Linked DNA regions of Mus musculus: all the other regions are linked to region 2. The links are chromatin contacts, called in public promoter capture Hi-C maps. All regions are on one chromosome and are shown on one strand. The core of a region is the stretch at or near the end of the contact, and the rest is flanking DNA. Distances in the headings are between cores, read along the strand shown.

Region 1 (3,571 bases), core at 57-2,556, 300 kb after region 2:
ATTACACTGTTTCAAATACCCTCAAACCCTAGACAACACGACCCTAATAGCTGCTACTCTTCTGTAAGTGAAGTAAGATTTTTTAGGTCACACAGTCCCATCACTCTAGCTGTGTGAACCAGGGGTAGCTATACTACTTAACTTGCAGTTAAAACTAGGAACAATAAGGGTGAAATATAATCACCTGCCACAAAAAGGATGTTTCCCCCAAAGAGTATAACGAGTAAGAGTAGTCTGCTTCCCCACTCTCTAGCCAAGTTCTCTGCCCAGTATTTGGCATTCAGGCAAGCTGGATTCAAACTCTAAAGCAACTCGTTCAATTACTTTGACCTCTTGCTGCCTGTTTCATCTCTAACCAGGGCACAAACCTGCTAGGAGTAAATGAAATATTGCCCACATAGAGGACAGCATGTGACAGATTGTAACATACAAACAAACAAAACAAACCCTCAAAAATGAACAAAACAACCTAGCAGCACTAGCCATCCATTCATCCGGCCACTTCCTCGGCTTTACTGGTTCTTTCTACAAACTAAATGCAGAAGAAGTCTCCATTTCCGCAAGACCTTTCTAATGCGGCTGCAAATGTGGCCGTGACAACCAGAGATAAAATGAGGTGAAATTAAACATTCAGTTCTTCAGCGGCTCGAGACACATTCCCAGTGTTCTAGCTACACGTGGCCAGTGACGGACCGAACTTTCCAAAGGTGCTGTAAAGTTCTGTCAGCCCCTGGCTGGCCCAGGGACCCACGGCCTGCCTGGGCCCACGGCTCTGGCAGGGGTCCGGCAGGGGAGTCTCGAGATCCTGGGAAGCCCACGGGAAAGCCGGGTGCAGCCTTACTGCGGAGGTCGCGGAAAGACATGGCGCTCTGGTCCCCAAGAGTCCACTGGGGCGCCGCTGCCCGTCTCTGTAGAGTTCGCAGGCCCAGCGCTCTCCGGTCTCTATAGCAACGCTCAGAGGCCTTGGACAGCGTGCGGACCAGGCCAAACAGGACAGGAAGCGAAGAGGGGTGGTGAGCGCAAGCGCAGGACACAGACCAACAGGTGGCGCCAAGCACCTTGCGAGCTGCGCAACGTCATAGTCTTTCAGAGAGCGCTTTTGGCTCTGGTCCCGTTGGAACTCTCATTACCTCACTGATATATGGAGCACATTATAACCTTTTGTGACCGAGTCTCCTTTGTATTTGTAAAAGCATAGCTAAACCCCGCAGTCGAAGCCTCATAAAGTATCCACAGAATGACAGGAACGAAGATACCCTACCCTGGGCAGAATTCGAGACCTGTACCCGGAAGGCTTTTGTGCACGCACAGCTAGTCAGTATTCCCGACAAGCCGGAAATTGGCGCCCAGACTCGCGCGCCAGAGGTTGCCCTGGAAACTGTGGAGCGAGGTAGTGCTGGTGTACCACGCCTAGGGTGTCAGGGTCAGCACAGGCTCTACAGAGAACTCTCCTTGGTGACTGCTACGAGTCGAGGACAACCGCGACAAAAGCAGGGCTGGAGAGAGGAGAGCTGTGCCAGGAAGGGTGGGCGATAAGGAAAATGGGTAGGTGCAAGAAGTAAAGGTGCCCTTGGCTAGAACACGGTGGTACTGACCAAGAGTAGATACTTAAGGACAAAAATATGTGGGGTAGGGCCATACATTCGTGGCTAGTCTAACATGGGGGACAATGCATTTGAACAGTCTTTGCAACAAATGGTTTTGAAACAATGAGCAATCCATAGCAAATTAATATCTATGTAAAAAACAATGGTTCATACACCTAGATGTAAAACCTAGAACTAAATTTTCTATAATGAAACAGAGTTGTGGTGGAGTTAAGATTCTAAAGAACCTGTAGTTTTATATTTCTACCAGCAGAATAATTGTTCCAGTTTGTCAGAATGCACAGGAAAAAAATTGGCATTATCTACATACTGCTTAACCTATGAGAAAATGGATAATTAGACAAGTGTCACCCAGAACCATCTTCTCAGCATGATTCAGATCTCTACAGGTTTGTTCTCCAAATCCTCGTTCTCCCTGCCACAAATGAGGAAGCCTAGCGAATGACTTTCCAGCATACCAAAGCCAATTTGTCTTATGTGGCTTGCTCTGAATCTAACATCAACAAATTTACCCTAGGTTTCTGGTCTCTTCCCTTGCCCGCCTCCCTCCTTGCCCCTGACATACCATACTCTCCCAAACTAGGAGGTCCAGGAAGACTAGTCTTTACTGTGACATCATAAGGACCAGTTGCTATGGGAGACCTGCAGATCCACCCCCTAGACAGGGGAGAGCAGGCCCTACTGCACAGAAGGCCTGGCCACTCCTCCCCCACCATACTGGCCCTCCATGGAAGCCTTGGTCTGTGCATTCTCTGAGCTTCGAATAAGAGAAGGTGCCTGGCTGCAGGGAGGAGCAGCAGCAGAGATGCCACACTGTCCCAACCTGGGCCCAAAGCTACTGGGGAGAGCCCAGGGATGTGCATGCTTGGGAAGGGAGTAACTCCTGATCTAGGCTATATGACTGGGCCAGGCATGCCCTCTTGTACCCACTGTGCTTATATACACTGGTGCCAGCATACTCTTTTTAGAGTAGAGAGCACAAAACGAGCTTGAAGTGCTCAACGGGATCTCAGTGCCAAAGTCCTGGGCTGCTTGGGCGCCTCTGTTAGGGGAGCAGCGGAGTAGTGGGAATAGACAGGAACTAAGACTGGATAGCCAGGGAGTAGAAGCTACGTATGAGTTGGTACTTGCATTTCCCCCAGATGCTGTTCCCACTGGCCATCACCCTCCTGCTCTCTCTCTCTCTCTTGCAGATGCAGTGAGCTGGGCCCCAGGACGCCCCAGCCACCCTGACACACCACCCAACATCTATGAGGGAGGATTGGGGGCCCAGCAGCAGCAGGGCCCCAGTGCTCAGGGAAGCAAGCCCAAGAACTTCCGACTGCGACACCTCCGGAGCCTGGCTCTCTACCTGCCAGGCCACATGCAGCCTGCTGGCCAATGTGGAAGCCACTGGCTAGGCCGGCTCATGGCTGGGGGCAGCCTGACACGGCCTGAAGGCTCACCCTGGCCCCTGGACCTGCCACAGGGGACCCTGGGTCCAGGTAACAGCCATTGCTCAGCCCTTCTGGAAGCCCACTTGCCCAGGGACAGCCTGGGAAATACAGGTAAGCTCTGTTAAGGCAGGACTAAAGACACGAAAGAAAGACTGAAGGGAACTCAAATGGGCCTTTTCATTTCCTAGCCTTCTGCCAAGAACTAGGAAAGGATGCAGTGGCCAGGACACACTAAAATAATGTCATGCTCCAGGGGCCAAGATCTTGTTTAATTTTTTTTTTAATCCGTGTGCCCCACTATTGATTCAGAACATCAATGTACACAATAAGTCCTTTGAAGTCTCAGGACCACAGCAAAAGCCTTTTGGGATGTGTAAGGCAGAGGAGACAATCTGGGATAGGAGTTCTAGGTTCCTATTCTCTCTATTTTGATGGACCTTGGACAACTTTGCCTCAGTTCCTTCATTTTATAAATGAAGGATTCATGACATTTCAGGTTTGACCCACTGACATCCCTTCCTCACCCTC
Region 2 (3,520 bases), core at 266-2,765:
AGTTTTTGAGGAGGTGTGTGGCACACCCAAGTGAGAGGGTCTCCCTGTGATCCTACATTTTTCTGGGTACCTGCCAAAGCCAGGGTGGTTGTCCGAAGTAAGGAGTACCCTTAGGAGATCGAAGCCCTTGGTCTTGGTACCTGGGCCCATCTCAGATCCAGGAGGTAGAGCTGACAGCCTCTCCCTTCAGGTGACAGCGTTGGACATTGGACCTGGCCCTATCGTTTTTGGGCTTGGGAGTGGGCGCTCAAGAGCCTTGCGGTGCCCTTGCAAACTTGGGAAGCACAAGGAAGGGGTGGACTCTCGGCCTGTCATTTTCTCCCTCAGTGATCTTAGAGAAAGTTGCTTTGCCCCTTCCTGCCTCAGTTTCCCCATCTGCACACAGACCCGAGGACCCTCTGTAACCTGCAGGCGCCACTTCGCCATTACTAGCATAGGGCGCGGGGAAGAGGCGCAGGTTGCGGTGGCGTCTTCTTAGTCCGATGTCACCCTGGAGGCTCGCAAGCAAGGAGCTGCGAAGAGCCAGAGCTGCCGGGGCGGGGCGGGACCGGACGGGCTGGGCCCGGATCAGCGCTGACTCCGAGCCTGGCGGGGGGGGGGGTCTAGGCTCGAGCCCAGGGCGCCCTCCCCGCGCGTGCCGCGTTACTGACAGCGTCAGAACAAAAGTGGCCGTCTGCTCTGCGCACTTGGCGTCCCGCAGGCCGGGCCTAGCACCGCAGCCCGTCGCCTCACGCATCGCCGCCGTGCCTTCGACCCTTCCACCCGAGCGCGCTCGGCTCTTTCCGCCGCGGCCGGCGCAGGTGGAGGGGCGGGGCGGGGGCCGTGCGTGGTGACGCCGCGGGGGGGGTGACGTACAAGCGTGCCCCGCCCCCTCCCCCTCCCCGTTCAGGCTCTGGAAAGAGAAGAAAAAAAACTTTCTTTTTTTTTTTAATTGAGGAATCAACAGCCGCCATCTTGTCGCGGATCCGACCGGGGCTTCGAGCGCGATCTACTCGGCCCCGCCGGTCCCGGGCCCCACAACCGCCCGCGCACCCCGCTCCGCCTGGCCGGCCCGCTCCGCCCGGCCCTCGGCGCCCGCCCCGGCGGCCCCGCTCGCCTCTCGTCTCGGCCTCCCGGAGCCCGGCGGCGGCGGCGGCGGCGGCGGCGGCACGGGGTGGGGGGGCCGCGGCGCGGCGGCGGCCCCGCTCGGCGCATTGTTTTTCCTCACGGCGGCGGCGGGCCGCGGGCGGGCGGCGGAGCCCAAAGCCCCCCGGTCGTCCGGCCGCGGGCGAATTCATTAAGTGGGGCGCGCGGGGGGGGGGGGTGGCGGCGAGGCGGCGGCGGTACCACCATGTTCCCGGGCGCCGCCTGAGCCGCGGGGCCGGGCGCCGTCGCTGCCAGCCGGGCCCGCGGAGGCGGCCGGGCCGCTTGGGTGCCCGGGCCGCGGAGTGTCGCGCTCGGGAGGCGGGCAGGGGATGAGGGGGCCGCGGCCGGCGGCGGCGGCGGCCGGGGGCGGGCGGTGAGCGCTGCGGGGCGCTGTTGCTGAGGCTGAGATTTGGCCGCCGCCTCCCCCACCCGGCCTGCGCCCTCCGCGGCCCGGCCCGCGCTCCTGCGCTCGCTCCTCGCTGGCTCGCCTGCTCGCAGCCGCCGGCCCGACCCCCGTCCGGGCCGCGTCGCGCCGCCCGCGCTCAGGGCTGTTTCCGCGAGCAGGTGAAGATGGCCGAGAACTTGCTGGACGGACCGCCCAACCCCAAACGAGCCAAACTCAGCTCGCCCGGCTTCTCCGCGAATGACAACACAGGTGAGGCTGGGTCTAGGCTCGCTGTCAGAGTTCGGGGCAGGGAGGGGGTTGAGGGTCGCAGTGGCCAGAGACTCTGTCCCGGGCCTTGGGATGCGCTTCCCTGGTCGGGAGGAAAAGTGAAGCGGGGGCGCGGTCTAGTGTCCGCACGCGTGGCCGGCCGGGATGACAGCGGAGGGGACCTTGGAGGTTTGGAGTAAGAGAATGCGACCAGAGGCAATGAGGGCTTTCAGGATCGGACCCCCCACTCTAGGCGGTGCAGTCGCGGACACAGCTGCTGCCTTCTTAGTTGCGACGAGTTGCGACGGAGAAGTTTCTTGGAATGTGTTGCTTGGGAAAACGCTTAGTGGTTATTTAGAAAGTCTTGATTTTTTTTTTTTTTTGATCACCTAGTATTTTTTTTTCTCCAAAACCCCAAACCTCATGTGCGAGTTGTCATCAAAGTTGCTGTGGTGTCTTTCATTTACATACGTAACCTTAAAAAGAAGCTAGCAGGCTTTTAAAAGTCCATTTGGGCTCCAGTCTGCCTTTGAGGTTGGAATGGTTTTACACTGGAGATGAAAAATTAAAAAATTAAGGACTTTGAATCTTTCAGGGAAAGAGAAAAGCAAGATAATCTTAAATCTTTTCCCCAACTCACAAAATAGCTTCCGTGCAAACTTTCTTAGGTGATCGGATCGGGTACCCAAGACTTCCCTGTTCATTCAGTAATTCAGAGTACTTCTGGACAGCTCTGATAACCTTGCCAATTATTCGTATTTCCCCTTTTAAGCTCTCCTTCGAAATATAAACTCGTATGCTGCTGTGAACAATGCCGGCTCAGCGCAGCTAGCACTTTTCCAGTACGTACTTGTAGCGGCATCTGAAAATCAGTTTCTGATGAATGGGTCCAAATCAAATTACATTGCTGCCTGCAGATTGGCGCTAGATACAGATGTTCAAGTTGTGGAACTCTGTGACTTTATACAAGTGTATTTAAAAATATTTCTGCTTTTGAAACAAAACTTAGATTTCACGGCTTCAGTTTGAAGTGCTCCTGAAATCCAGTCATGAAAGGAGAATGTTAATGTAGAAATGAGAGGGGAGTATTCTCCCTCCATCATTTTTCAGGAGATTTTTGTTGACTTAAAATTTGTTGAGTGGTAGAAAGGAGTAAATAAATAATTCACAGGTAGGTAGGGAAAAGTCACTTTTCTTTTTAAATGACAAGTTGTTTGATGTTTATTTTCATAAAAATCTTATTGATGAAAAATGTTGAAACAGTGGTTTAAGCACACTTGTGCAAAGTAGAGCTAGCTCCCTTGCTTTAGTAATGTTGCTGTGCTCGAGCCAGAAGACTGTAATCATGTGAGATGTAGATCATACCAGGCAGGTGTTGTCCTCAAGTTTATCCTCTGACACTGCTAACTGGAAGACTTCAGCTTTGCTGTTACTGAGTGAACTTGAAGATTTTTCTTAGAAGTGGGGCAAATTAATAAGACCACAAAAAGACCTGTAGTATCTTATATATCCAGAGGTTTACAAGATGGAACCCAAAAGAAGATGGCTTTTCCCCTCCCTCCTCCTCCTTTTCTTCTTCTTCTTCCTCCTTTTCTCCCTCCTCCTCCTCTTCTTCCTCCTCCTCTTCTTTCCTCTTCCTCTTCCTCCTCCTCCTTTTTCCTTTTTTTTTTTTTTTTTTTGTGTGTGTGTGTAGCTTCTCTGGATTGTCAGATATTTACTTACTGTGTTGCTGACCAGAGCAGA
Region 3 (3,991 bases), core at 960-3,459, 350 kb before region 2:
ATTTCCAGCACCAACATGGTGCTCACAACCATCTTTAACTCCAGTCCTAGGGGATCAGATGCCCTCTTCAGATGCCTTAGAGAGCACCAGGTTTATACCTGATGTACAGAGACACCCACAGGTGAAACAATCATACACACACATACACACATCTGTGCAGTGGTGGCTCCTTTAATTCCAGAGGAAGCAGGGGGTGGGGGGAGGAATCTCAGTGAGTTCTGTGACAGTCAGGGCTATATAGTGAAACCCAGTCTGGGGGTGGAGGTGGGGTGAAATTGCCTTTTTTCATATTCTTTACTTCCTTTAAACTTTTAAAAATTAATTTCTAAGTATGTATGTATGTATGCTAAAGTGCACATGCCAAGGTCAGGAGAGAATTTGTGGAAGCTGGTTCTCTCTTTATACCACGGGGATTCTGGGAATAAAAACCAGGTCATCAGGCTTGCAGGCCAACATCTTTACCTATAAAGCCATTTCACCTGCCTTCCTGATTTTTTCTTCTCCCATTTCTTTGTCTTTTTTTTTTTTTTTTTTTTCCCCGAGACAGGGTTTCTCTGTATAGCCCTGGCTGTCCTGGAACTCACTTTGTAGACCAGGCTGGCCTCGAACTCAGTAATCCACCTGCCTCTGCCTCCCAAGTGCTGGGATTAAAGGCATGCGCTACCACCGCCTTGCTTCTTTGTCTTTTTTAGAGGCACGATCGTATCTTCGATCTCCAAGCGCTAGAATTCTGGATTACAGGTGTGCAACTGCACAGCCCAGCCGGCTAGGAAGTGCTGCTTTTCAAGTTACGTGTCCCTGGGATTAGATGCTAATTGATCTGGCATCTACAGTTAGAGATCAGGTTGGTAATATTGAACAATGTTTTCTAATAATACCCAACAATTGTTATAAATAGAAGTATTTCAACTAAGAGGCTCGATTTGGGTGGAACCTTGGAAGGCAGCGAATGGGTCTGGGAAAGGCGCTGAGCTGGAGCGAGGACATTCCGAGGCAGGCGTGGGCTTCCTGAGCCTGGGGCCAAGCCCTCCAGGAGTCTGGGGAGGGCCGGGACCGGAAGGTGGGGGCGTGTCAGAGGACGGAAGCTCACCCCTAAAACGTCCCCTCCCTTGCCCCAGACCACCACTCCCCCCCCATTGTAGAGCGCGCCCTCTGGCGGTGGAGCAAGTTTTATCCCGCCTTCCCCATGAATGAGAAGCTGCAGCCCGCTGCGCGCGAAGTCGGAAAGTAAGGTAGTGAAAGAGGCAAGACAGGACCTGGCAGCCACCACCAGACCTCTAATGGATATTCGGACCGCGCTGGCAGCCTGCCTCAGGGCCGCTGCTGTTCTGGCTTGCCTCCGCCCTTCCCTTCCTTCCCACTTGCTCTCTCTTCCTATGGCAGCCCCAAACATCCGAGGTACCTTGCGCACCTGCCTGTACCCTTCGCAATCTAATTTCCTAGCACCAGTCAGAGTTTGGGCCAGGCAGCCACCTGGGTAAAGACGGAGGGAGGAGGCTGGCGGGTGGTCAGAGTCAGCCCCAAGTTACTTGTGGGAAACAGTGGCTATGACGCAAGTTTCCAGGGGGCCCGGGTCGGCTCGAAAGGGAGCGCGCCAGAGTGGCTCTGCTCCGCTCCGTGCAGTGGCAATTATGAAAATGCAAAAGCCTGAAGCACACACCCAAAAGAGCCTTCCCTTTGCTGCTGCAGCCCCGCCCAGCGCGTCCTCCAGGATAGCGGTGCGCAAAGACCCCGCACTGGGCAGTCCTCACCGGACCCTGGACTGCACAGACTGGGATCCCGTGCGGTGGGGCTGGCCTTTTTTTTTTTTTTTTTTTTTTTTTTTTTCTTTTTAGCTACGCTTGCCAACCTGTCAGCTGATGGACCTCATCACCCATAGTGGCGCATGTAGCTGGGCCGCTGTTCACTCCATTCACATCGTGTCCCCCCACAGCCAGCTGTCGACCCCTGATTCCTGATCCCAGGGTTAAGTCTGCAGACCCATGTAGTAGTCGGTCCCAAGGAGCTTGCGCCCTTCTCGCCCCAGCATCCAGTCGCCCTGGGGGGGGCGCTGCAAATAGTCCTTTGTTTACATGCAATTCCTTACTCCGCGGAAGGAGGCCGGGGAGTGCTGAGTTTTCACCAGCTGTTTCCCGCCTTGAAACAGACATCTGATCAGCTGCAAACACACACACACACACACACACACACACACACACACATACACACGCCCGGGGAGGCAGGCTGGAGAGACCTCCCGCCCGCCCCTCCCGCCCGCCTCCCTCCCCTCGCCGCTGCTGCTGCTGCCGCCAGCATCTGGGACCGGCCGATTCTGCACCTCCGTCCGGCGCTGCCCTTTGATTCGGATTTCCATCTTGCATTCTCCGGCTGACCGCGAGACCTGGCTCGTGCACAGGAGGGGGGCCTATCGCTATGGAGTATTTCATGGTGCCCACTCAGAAGGTGCCCTCTTTGCAACATTTCAGGAAAACAGAGAAAGAAGTGATAGGAGGGCTCTGTAGGTGTGTACTGCTCCTCCCCCCAACCCCTTCTTCCCATTGCAGCCCCCGGCCAGCCCGCCCGGGCGGGTGCGCGTGTGCGCACGCATGGCTCGCGCCTCCGAGCTCGCTCGCCTTTCTTAGCTACTGGGTCCGCTGCAGTCTCTGGAACCCTGCTTGCGTTGCCTAGGGACCCTCTTCCCTTGGAACGTGGGGACCCCGAGAGGTTCTGTCCACTTTTGTCCGCTGCAGGCGGGCGAGTCGCGACGTTTGTAAATTGCAAACAGACCCACGTGGTGCTGCAGCAGTCCCGGCCATGCTTGCTGCTGGTGGCTTTCACCCAGCGCTTCCTCCTCCCCCCGCCAGCTTTGGCTTCCTTCCTTTTCCTTGCTTACTCGCGCTTTCTGGGAACCCTCTTCTAAGGAGGTCGTTTTGGGGGGGGCCCGGAGTGTGCGAGAGGACAGCTACAATGCTGCCATGCCGCGGTTCCAGGCTGCGGGGAGGGGGGGCGGGGAGCCGGGTGGTGTGAACGTTTGCAGAGAACAGGGCTGCAGCAGGGTTGGGGGCGTGCTCGCTCGAGGTTGCGAGGCGTACGTGGACCTTTAGTGGCCATGCTTCAAGCAGGGAAGTTGCGGTCCCCCACACGTTGGCAGTCACTAGTCGCACGTTCTCCGCCCGCGCTCGGGTGCTGTTTACTAGCGAGGCCTGGACGTGACTCTGCAGCCCTCTTGGAGTAGGCGGGCCTCTGCGCGCACGACCTCACGGGAGCTGTAGTTCTCTATGCCGGGTCGGTGCTGCATTGTGGGACTTGTAGGCGCTTCGGGGCCACGCTTTACTTGCACAAAGCTCGGCCGTAACCAACTAGGTGGGCTAAGCAGGCCAGGTGGGGAGGCCTTTTGATGAGGGTGCGTCTTAGGTTGCTTCAGGGCTCTAGTCTACTTCCTGTTGCATATGGGTCTGCAAACTTTGCTGTCCCACTTCTGTTCCTCAGTCATAAATGCAAAGCGTTGAATCTCCTGGTCGGGTGGGTGGTCGGAGGTCTCTCTTGAGATACCCCTTAGTGAGCTTGATCCTACCTAGGTTGCCCCAGATCCACTCGCTACTAAATCGCGATTGACCAGTGGCCGAATCTCTCTTAAACTCTTGTTAAATCGTCATGTCTGAGATTTCTATTGCCGGCCCTGGTATCTGCTCATTGAACCCTACAAGCCGGCTGGGTCCGGGCGGGGATGGTGGTGGTGCACGCAAGGAGAGGTTTCTCCAGCGCGCTTAAGTTTGAAACCGACGATCTCTTTCCTGCCTGCCGTGCTACTCTAGGAGCGTAATGGCTCCCCAGGGCTGGGGCCACGTGCTCCGACACCCCAGCCAGGCAGGGCTGGGGCTGGAGGAGGAGGAGCCCGCTGAGTGGCATAGGCTGGTTGGTAGACAGCAACGCCTGTGGGGCAGGTTGCTGCATAGGTATAAAATCCAGGTAGGGATCCCACTTTACTTTCAAGTTGAGAGCCAATACCTAG

The links. Promoter capture Hi-C pulls out the DNA fragments that hold promoters and counts their contacts.
Region 1: a promoter capture Hi-C map of pre-B cells shows a contact between it and region 2, with 4 times the contacts expected there. The contact joins the promoter of 1700037C18Rik here to the promoter of Crebbp in region 2. A contact is called at or near these places in 19 of 39 promoter capture datasets (the 3T3-L1 cell line, 3T3-L1-derived adipocytes, the HPC-7 cell line and 12 more), 5 of 484 Hi-C or Micro-C datasets (CD4 T cells, brown adipocytes, embryonic stem cells and 1 more), 4 of 115 datasets of contacts at active chromatin or transcription factors (astrocytes, extraembryonic endoderm stem cells, memory CD8 T cells and 1 more) and 4 of 9 other capture datasets (adipose tissue, liver, macrophages and 1 more).
Region 3: a promoter capture Hi-C map of liver shows a contact between it and region 2, with 6 times the contacts expected there. The contact joins the promoter of Tfap4 here to the promoter of Crebbp in region 2. A contact is called at or near these places in 14 of 39 promoter capture datasets (the 3T3-L1 cell line, 3T3-L1-derived adipocytes, the C10 cell line and 8 more), 16 of 484 Hi-C or Micro-C datasets (the C2C12 cell line, CD8 T cells, the G1E-ER4 cell line and 11 more), 12 of 115 datasets of contacts at active chromatin or transcription factors (astrocytes, bone marrow-derived macrophages, embryonic limb bud and 5 more) and 2 of 9 other capture datasets (liver and pancreatic islet).

The regions. Positions count from the first base shown.
Region 1 is chr16:3,906,424-3,909,994 of GRCm38.p6, reverse strand. It overlaps 1700037C18Rik (RIKEN cDNA 1700037C18 gene), which reads left to right and starts at 1,306. Exons shown (of 3, transcript NM_028484.2): 1 at 1,306-1,545; 2 at 2,801-3,154. The coding sequence starts at 1,542. It overlaps Cluap1 (clusterin associated protein 1), which reads right to left and starts at 986. Exons shown (of 12, transcript NM_029738.2): 1 at 842-986. The coding sequence starts at 863. It overlaps Gm41410 (predicted gene, 41410), which reads left to right and starts at 1,342. Exons shown (of 4, transcript NR_153801.1): 1 at 1,342-1,390; 2 at 2,801-3,091.
Region 2 is chr16:4,211,399-4,214,918 of GRCm38.p6, reverse strand. It overlaps Crebbp (CREB binding protein), which reads left to right and starts at 1,515. Exons shown (of 31, transcript NM_001025432.1): 1 at 1,515-1,780. The coding sequence starts at 1,696.
Region 3 is chr16:4,557,938-4,561,928 of GRCm38.p6, reverse strand. Tfap4 (transcription factor AP4) reads left to right here and starts at 2,209. Exons shown (of 7, transcript NM_031182.2): 1 at 2,209-2,501. The coding sequence starts at 2,413.